3 separate regions of the Mus musculus genome follow, and all the other regions are linked to region 2. Evidence: chromatin contacts called from public Hi-C and promoter capture Hi-C data. All regions are on one chromosome and are shown on one strand. Each heading gives the region's core, a stretch centred on a gene start, on an enhancer-like site or on the middle of the called end of the contact. The rest is flanking DNA. Distances are from core to core; before and after follow the strand shown.

Region 1 (2,700 bases), core at 99-2,598, 180 kb before region 2:
ATAGCGAAATGTGGGCTCCCACTGTGTGCTGTTGCCTTCTCTATTTCTGAAAGGATTTCTAGAGTACCTGAAAACATCCCATGTTGTCAGGAAAATTGCAACAACGTAAAACTACTGCCTAGAAAAGCTAGATGGGGGCTGGTGAGATGGCTCAGCAGGTAAGAGCACTGACTGCTTTTCCCAAGGTTCTGAGTTCAAATCCTAGCAACCACATGGTGGCTCACAACTGTACGTAATGAGGTCTGATGCCCTCTTCTGGTGCGCCTGAAGACAGCAACAGTGTACTTATCTATAATAATAAATAAATCTTTGGGCCAGAGCGAGCTGGGCCGACCAGAGCGAGCAGAGGTCCGAAATTCACCAACAACCACATGAAGGCTCACAACCATCTGTACAGCTACAGTGCACTCATATGCATAAAGTAAATAAATAAAATCTCAAAGAGAAAAAAAAAGAAAGAAAGGCTAGATGGGAGCCATTGCTACAAAAGTGGTCCTTAACTTTCAATAATTTAATACACATTGTCTTCACTGCACTTCACTACTCCGTTTTCTGAATTCATTTTTAATAGCATTGTGTCTTTATCTCTTCTGTCATTTTTTGAGAAATGCATTATTAAATAATGTAAACATCTTTACTCCCTGACTGAGTTCCGGCCTATTGCTGATGTGATAACCTGGAAACTGACAACCTGAGCCCAAAAGAGGTCTCCCCGAGTCCACAGTCAGTCCAACCTGAAAGCTTTAGCTACTTATGTAACTAGTCGCTTCCTAGGAAGCACTGGTGGCAGGAAGTTCACGTTTGCACGTATAATATCACAAGAGTAATGACTGAATGGCTAAATCCTGGGATCTTTTTGTGAAAAACAAACATCCGATCACAACAAATGTGGCCACACGTTAAATCCTCACAGCGCCAGCAAAAGGATTCAGGATAGAGCTTGTCCAAAAGAATAAATCCCTAGAAGGGAAATTTTAACGAGTCCACACGTCATCAAAAGAATGCCACTGCTGACCTTATTTTAAAAGTGTTTGTCTCCTGAGTCCAAATTCAGAGAGCTATTGATCCTAGGTGCCACGTTCAGAAATCAAAGAACATAAAAACGTGAGCTTTTAGGTGAATAAAAAAGAAAATTCACAACCCATTTGTGGTACCACAAAAAAAAAGTCTTACAGCTTTAAATTTCTTCACACAGCATTTCAAAGGAAGAAATTAGTGGGTTTTATTTATAATCATCTGTGAACTCGGATAGACAAATCCTTTTTCCAGCTGCCATTCAGTTGTAGGCAGGGACATTATATCATATTGTTAGCTGTGGAACTCGTGATCTGTCTGCATGTGTTCTGGGCCTGGTAGCAATCACAAAAACGATTAGATCCTGAGAACAGCTCATATGGACAGTGAGTCCTTGAGAGAAAGAGCAAGGTTTTTAATAGCCTGTGGTTTGAAAGGTCAGGATAAAGCAAATATTTTGGGTGAGATGAGCCATGGAAATACTCTTTATTTTATAGTGGAGAAATTTGAAGAGAGGCATTTGTCATCACAGTAATTGTTTTTCATTATAGGCCCATAAGAGTCCCTCTGGCTCTTGTCTTCTGAAATAAAGCAACATAAATGTTCATGTCTCTAGGGGAAAGCGTCGAAGAGAACGAGGTGAGTGTATTATCTTACAGACTCGGAATTACTTGTGTTTCCATTCCGAGGCTGATGGAAGGACTTTTTCCCCCAGGAGATATGCTGGGGTGTGCAGGGATTTTCTACTTGTTATTTCAATATCATTTTAAGTTCATACACAACAGTGGGAAATAGTGCAGGGAAATCCTGTGCAGCCTTCGCCAGTTTTCCCCAACGGCAGTATCTTTTGTAACTTTAGTACCATGTCATAGACAGGAAATTGTGGCTGATGTAATCCACTGCCTTATTTGGACTTAATCAGAGATTTGTTGTTCTGTTTTTGTTTTTGTGTATCTGTGTGTAATGGGCTGGTCTGGTGCTGCTATATCTTCAAATGCTAAATTCTGAGCCCCAATATCTGGTTGCTCCAAGACCAGGAGATCCTCACATATACCGGCTTTGGTTGTGTAAACTGTGCCCACAAGTTATCCCTGATTGGTTAATAAAGGTGCCTACAGCCTAGGCTGGGCAGAAGACCGGGGCAGAATGAAGTTCCCCAGCTTGGGGGAATCTCTGACAGGAACCATGAGGAAAAGAAGTCAAGAAGAAAGAAGCCACCATGGGGTAGGTGGCTCATGAGTGTGTGGCCATGAGGTCCAGCCTGTTGGAGCAGGAGCAGCCCAGGCAGAACATGGCAAGTGATATCTCAGGGCTATTGATAGGGAAATAGAAAAAGACAGCATAGAGGGCTGCTATCTGCCCAGCTCTAGTGCTTTAAGGTTTATTATAAATATAAAGGCTTTGTGTCTTTCATTTGGGAACTGAATGACCTAAGGTGGGGTAGAAACCCCCCAAATAATATTTACAACACCCGTGTGCAAACTGGCTGTCCATTAAGCCCCTGGATCCTCCAGTCTCTTCCCTCCCTCCCCAGTCCTGGTATTACAGACATGTGTAACCATACTTAGTATTTTAGATGGGTACTGAATCCCAAATGCAGGTCCCCATGCCCACGGGACTATGACTGAGCCATGTCCCCAGCTTCTTACATGTTGTTGTATAAGTGTACTTACTTATTTCTTTGCA
Region 2 (2,700 bases), core at 185-2,684:
GTCTGTATATTTGTATGTCGGGGGCTTACTGCAGCTGCCTACATTCAGAGCTGGTAGCCTGCACTCACCCTTGTTCATTTTATATCAGAGGCTTAAACTCCCCCCCCCCCCCCCCCACACACACACAAAGAGCTGAGGGTTCACTGGTATTTTTCTTCAGAGTATTTGAAGAAAAGGTGTTCGCTTCCGTTGTCTCTTTAGGAAGAAAGCTGAAACACAGGAGTATAACTGAAGTATAGTCTGAAGGTAGAGAGTGAGAGATTGTGCTAGTGGAGAACCCACAAGTAAGACTGACAGTGTGGGCCAGTTTTAGGTAAGCTTGCTTTTCTTTCCACAGGAAACTAACCAAAGATGTCACAGAAAAGATGGCGCAGGTAGAAGTGAAATTAACTGATACAGCTTCACAGAGTAACAGCACAGCTGGAGAGCTCGGCGCACTGCAGGCAGAAGCAGAGAGCCTTGACAAGACCGTGAAGGAGCTGGCAGAACAGCTGGAGTTTATCAAAAACTCCGATATTCAGGGTGAGAAATCTCAAACCTGGATAATAAATGACCCTGTATCTACCCACTTAATACTTTCTAAAAACAAACAAAAAAGTGTTCTAACAGTTTTAAATCTTTATTAATTGAGTCTTTGGCACAAGTGGGGCTTAAAGTTCTTGGTTTTCCAGTACGGGACCTGGGGACAAGACATAGTAGAGGCCCTACTGCATTAAAATGTGGTCCGTTTCTCAGTTTAACTCCCTGGCCTGTCCTTAGCCTCTGTGGCTACTAAAATATTGTTAATTCTGCAAGTCCTTTTGCATCTGAGATTACTGCTTACTTAGTAACTCAAAAATATTTTAATAATCAATAATGCAGGCTATATCATACCCTCCCCCAAAAGCAAAGGTGACATATGTTAATGACACAATTCCACAGTAGTCATTTTGTTTTACTAGGTCCCTATAGCCAAAATGTACTGTGTTCTTTATGTGTGTAATAATTGTTTGAATGGACCCAAGTAGATAAAGAGAAACAGTCACCTGGACACCTCCAGGCTCCCTGACACCAGGATTTAGATATTTGCCTAAATACAGAAATGGTGTGTGCATGATGGCTTGACTTCTTTCACACCAGTGCTTGACCAGGGGCTGATGGGACAGAAGAGATTTACTGTTCGTAACATGGAAACTCTGCTTCCCTCCAGATTTCTTTTCCCCTTGAATCCTAAAGCCAGTATAAATCAGGGCTATCAGATACCAAAAATGGGCACTGTTTGGGGAGGACCCAGGGACAAGGAGGTTAACTGTGGGCAATTTCGCTTCCTGTCCCAGGCGCCTTGGATAGCATCACCAAGTATTTCCAGATGTCTCTTGAGGCAGAGAAGCGGGTGAATGCCTCCACCACAGACCCCAACAGCACTGTGGAGCAGTCTGCCCTCACGCGAGACAGAGTAGAAGATCTGATGTTGGAGCGAGAGTCTCCGTTCAAGGAGCAGCAGGAGGAACAGGCACGCCTCCTGGACGAACTGGCCGGCAAACTGCAAAGTCTCGACCTGTCGGCTGTTGCACAGATGGTGAGGCTTGGCGTTTGCTCTCATTAGCTCTGGGTTTTTTGTTTGTTTTTTGTTTTTATAAAGAGACAAAGAAAACAGACACCTTCTGCCTTGCTCCAGTATTGCTGTTCGTAATCCTGTAGGGGTGACTCCTGAGCTCAAGGTGCTGGGCTCCACTGTCAGTTAGCCGTGATCAAGGCATGGGGAACAGAGCATGTGTGTGTCTCCCTGCCTGCTCCTGCCTCAACTGTTCCTCTGGGCAGCCCCTCCCCCACCTCCTGTATCTGCTGAGGGACTTGACTTCTGAAACTAGATCCTTTTTATAGTGTGGCCTTCAAAACAAAACAAAAACAAACAAAACAACAACAAAAAAAAAAAACAAGAAAAAACCTTGCTTGTTTTGCTTTGAACTGCAACATCCAAGTGGAAGAATTTAAAATTGTTCAGGGACAGAACCTTTTTCCATCGGTGTTTGCTAAAATGTTCCTTTGTTCCAGTAATATTACCTGGTAAAGCTTAAGGTCTGAGCTGGCCTCAAAGAGCAGATTAATTTCTTAGAAGCTTTTAAAAAGTAACTCTGGAGCCAGGTGAAATTGAGTAGTGAGTTTAATGAAAACCAGGCAGAAGGCCAAAAGGAAACCAAGCCAGGTTTCCCTGTGGTTTTCCTCTTCTTTTTCATGGGAGGAAACCTGAGACAACTGAGATATATTTTTATATATACACCAACATTATCTTCTAGTTTTTCTCAGCCTAGACAGAGGAATCTTTAAGAGTCAGGTGGGAAGAAAACTGGCAAAGACACTCATTTTATGGCCCTGGGCCCTAGGTACCTTGGATAGTAGCACCAAGTATTTTCAGGTCTCTCTCAAGACATAAGAGGGTGACTGCCTCCACTGTAGACCCCAGCAGCACCGGAGAGCAGCAGTCCCCACTCCTGTAGCAGCCATGTGTACTGGAGACAGGAAAACCCTTAACCATTCTGTACCTGCCATCGCCCCTCTTGCCCACGTCTGCAGTCAGAAACAGACAAGCGTGTCACCCATCCTGAACTGTGGTCAGTTTTTTTGGACACCTGCAAAGTTTAGGGGTTGGTATTATCTTCTGCTTTCAACAGAGTGGATCTTAAAGAGTGGGTGGAAATGGGTGTGGAGTGGCGGCACCCT
Region 3 (2,700 bases), core at 68-2,567, 180 kb after region 2:
CTAACTAGTCTACCGACATTTGGTCCTCTCTATACCTTCCTACCATTCCAAAAACACCTTTCCCTGGCACTCTGAAACTTCCTACTCCATGGGCATTCATTTCTCTCTCTTTTCTTTTCTTTTCTTTTTTTTTTTTTTTTGGTTTTTCGAGACAGGGTTTCTCTGTGTAGTCCTGGCTGTCCTGGAACTCACTCTGTAGACCAGGCTTGCCTCAAACTTAGAAATTCGCCTGCCTCTGCCTCCCAAGTGCTGAGATCAAAGGCGTGCGCCACCACTGCCCGGCAAGCACCTGTTTCTAAAAGTTCTCACCACAAATTGTAAACAGCTGTTAAAGAAGAAACCAATCTGCTTGTCTCCTTTGACAGAATGAAAACTCGAAGACAAGAACGTAGTCTTATTGTTTACCATTCCACCATTCTATCTCCAAGCCTACAAGTATCTGCATGCAATTATATAACTTAGTGTTTGAAGACTGGGCGCACTCAGTCAATTCCTAAAGAAAAAGCCTTTCCTCCTGCTTGGCGATAAAACTGTCTGAAGCACTCAAAGCCAAGTGCTAAAACTAAAACCAAGAAAACGAAGCCAGCAGAAATGAGGTTTGAAGCTACTCGTAATATGCGATGTCCCCAAAAGATGCGAAAGGACCACGGCCGAAGGACCGGGCATGCTTTGAGTTCCGGTAGAAAAGATGCTCCGCTTATAACTTCGAAAACTATATCCGACTCTCTTCTCTAACCACTAGTCCGCGAAAAGCCAACAAGACAATAACCACAGGCGGTGACCACTGCAGCAGCCGCCCGAAGCCGAGAGGCAGCAGGAAGTCTCCAACCCACTCTCGCCCAGAGTCCGGACGCTTCTCCAATTCCGAGAGTGGAAAACGCCCGCCTATTTCCCCAGCAAAAGTGCAAAGCAACCGGAATGAGAACAAAAACAAAAACAAAACTGGGACCCTCCCTTTCCAACAAGTCTGCGCGGAGGAGGGTCCCGAAACGAGCTCAGCGGCACCAAAGGAGCCGTGCTGCCGGTCTCCAGGATGGAGGCACCGCTCCGGAGGGTAGGCCGGGAAGCAGCAGACTCAGCCCGGGACCGGGTCTGAGCTTGCTTCCTCTCCGCCACGTCCCGGCGCAGTGGGGCGAGCATAGCCCCTTGTGCCTGCTGGGCGACCAGTCCCACACGAGCCACGGGGGCAAGAAACTAGGACCCCCGCTGCCTCCGCCTCCTTACCAGTGTGATCCATGATTCGGCTCGCGGGGCACAGTGGGAACGGAAGTCAGTCGCTCCGGAGTCGCAGTAAGCGCCTGCGCCCTACCTTCCGGAGCGCAGAGGCGGAAGTGCGCCCGAACTGCTCTCACGGGCTTCCCTCCCTAGCCGTAGCACCCGACTCCGGCGAAGGAGTCAGACATAGCCAGGACTGAGGCGGGAAGAGGGGGAACACGAGGGTTTTGGTGTCGAGGCTGCTAGTTCTCCCCAGAGGCAGCCCTCAGCTGTAGGAATGATACTTCTCGCAGTGAGAAAGCAATAGGAACCAAAGGGAAGCGCGGCAGGCAGGTAAGCCGCCGCCCGCCCCCCTGCGGCGCGAGGCCTTCTGGGATTTGTAGTCCGCCCAGAGCGCAGTCTCAGCCGTTGGGCTGGTCCCACCCCAGCGGGCGGAGTAACGGTTTGGAATGCCCCCCGGATCCGCCGCCGGGTGTAGAGAAGTGTAAACACGCACGCTCCGTGGGTGCCCGAGGGAAGCTGTGTTAGGCGTCCGGGAGGGAGGCAAGGTCCTCATTGTCTAATTGTGCTTTGTCCTGAGGAACCCCAACGCCCACTCGACACGCGCGTTTGCCCTGGCTCCCACCGTAGTTTCTCAACTGAATCGCGTGTTACAATGCTAACTAGCCCATGGCTCTAGAGAACACCACCAGGCTCCTGGAATCCCTGCTAAAGCTGGAGGGAGCACCAGGAGGTCCCCGTTCAACGAAAATACAAAGCAGTTGTGTGCAAAGGGGGTGAAGGAGGGAAGATAGGGACCGATGGAGTCGGAGGGAGAGCGTTAGAGCTTGACTAGAAGGAAGAGATGAGAAAGGGCAGGCCCCGACTGAAGAAAAGAGAGTTACCACAACAGGCGGTACCTAGTTCCAGTTCTTGGTCCCTGGGGTCTGTGGTTGCCGCTTTCATCTTGCTCAGCCAAAACAAAGAAGAGTGTCAACGGCGACTGCTGAAGACCTTCAGAGCACCCCCCACCTCGATTTGGCTCATAATAGGTCTTCTGCCTTCCCCAGCCCTTCACACTTGAAGCTCTCGTATGAGTAGAAAGGAACACAATTAGTGGAAAACATCAGCCTAGGAGTCAAGGGATTTGGGCTCTATGCTTGTCCCTTGGTGACGACATCGTTACCTTGGGTTGTTCACGCTTTCAGTGCCAGAGTTCCTAGATCAATAAAACATTATTATGTTGGCCTTTCTTAAAAATATTTTCACAGTACTCAATTCTGAATCAAGTATGTGTAGCAATGTGTTGTGTGCGTTGCACAGTAACAACGGTGACTAACACTGCAGTGATCCTAGTGTAAGTATACCATGTTATTTAGTGATTGTCTTAATTGTGGTCTTTTCCAAGACTCCCACTCATTGCGGCTTTACAAACAAGGTTGTAGGTACACTCAAATAAGGACATTTCTAAGTCGATATCCTTTTGGTTTTGTTGTTGTTAAAAAT

What was found. Promoter capture Hi-C pulls out the DNA fragments that hold promoters and counts their contacts. Hi-C and Micro-C count contacts between places; a contact is called where the count stands out from the background.
Region 1: a contact with region 2 is called in a promoter capture Hi-C map of cranial neural crest. The contact joins two enhancer-like sites. A contact is called at or near these places in 13 of 39 promoter capture datasets (the 3T3-L1 cell line, 3T3-L1-derived adipocytes, the C10 cell line and 8 more), 38 of 484 Hi-C or Micro-C datasets (the 3T3-L1 cell line, 3T3-L1-derived adipocytes, the C2C12 cell line and 20 more), 2 of 115 datasets of contacts at active chromatin or transcription factors (kidney and trophoblast stem cells) and 1 of 9 other capture datasets (embryonic stem cells).
Region 3: a contact with region 2 is called in a Hi-C map of cranial neural crest, with 2.3 times the contacts expected there. The contact joins the promoter of Cbll1 here to the enhancer-like site in region 2. A contact is called at or near these places in 9 of 484 Hi-C or Micro-C datasets (CD8 T cells, Th1 cells, cortical neurons and 5 more).

Annotation. Positions count from the first base shown.
Region 1 is chr12:31,135,758-31,138,457 of GRCm38.p6, forward strand. No RefSeq gene overlaps it. Among named protein-coding and RNA genes, the nearest start is that of Gm40361, 15 kb to the left of the region's middle. Within about 2 kb of position 1,349, at least 18 of the 459 cell types and tissues checked have an H3K27ac peak or open chromatin away from gene starts, as enhancers often do.
Region 2 is chr12:31,319,582-31,322,281 of GRCm38.p6, forward strand. Lamb1 (laminin B1) reads left to right here. Exons shown (of 33, transcript NM_008482.3): 25 at 338-522; 26 at 1,317-1,558. Among named protein-coding and RNA genes, the nearest start is that of Dld, 31 kb to the right of the region's middle. Within about 2 kb of position 1,435, at least 21 of the 459 cell types and tissues checked have an H3K27ac peak or open chromatin away from gene starts, as enhancers often do.
Region 3 is chr12:31,498,299-31,500,998 of GRCm38.p6, forward strand. It overlaps Cbll1 (Casitas B-lineage lymphoma-like 1), which reads right to left and starts at 1,318. Exons shown (of 6, transcript NM_001253847.1): 1 at 1,225-1,318. The coding sequence starts at 1,237. Gm40362 (a long non-coding RNA gene) reads left to right here and starts at 1,322. Exons shown (of 2, transcript XR_872643.3): 1 at 1,322-1,548.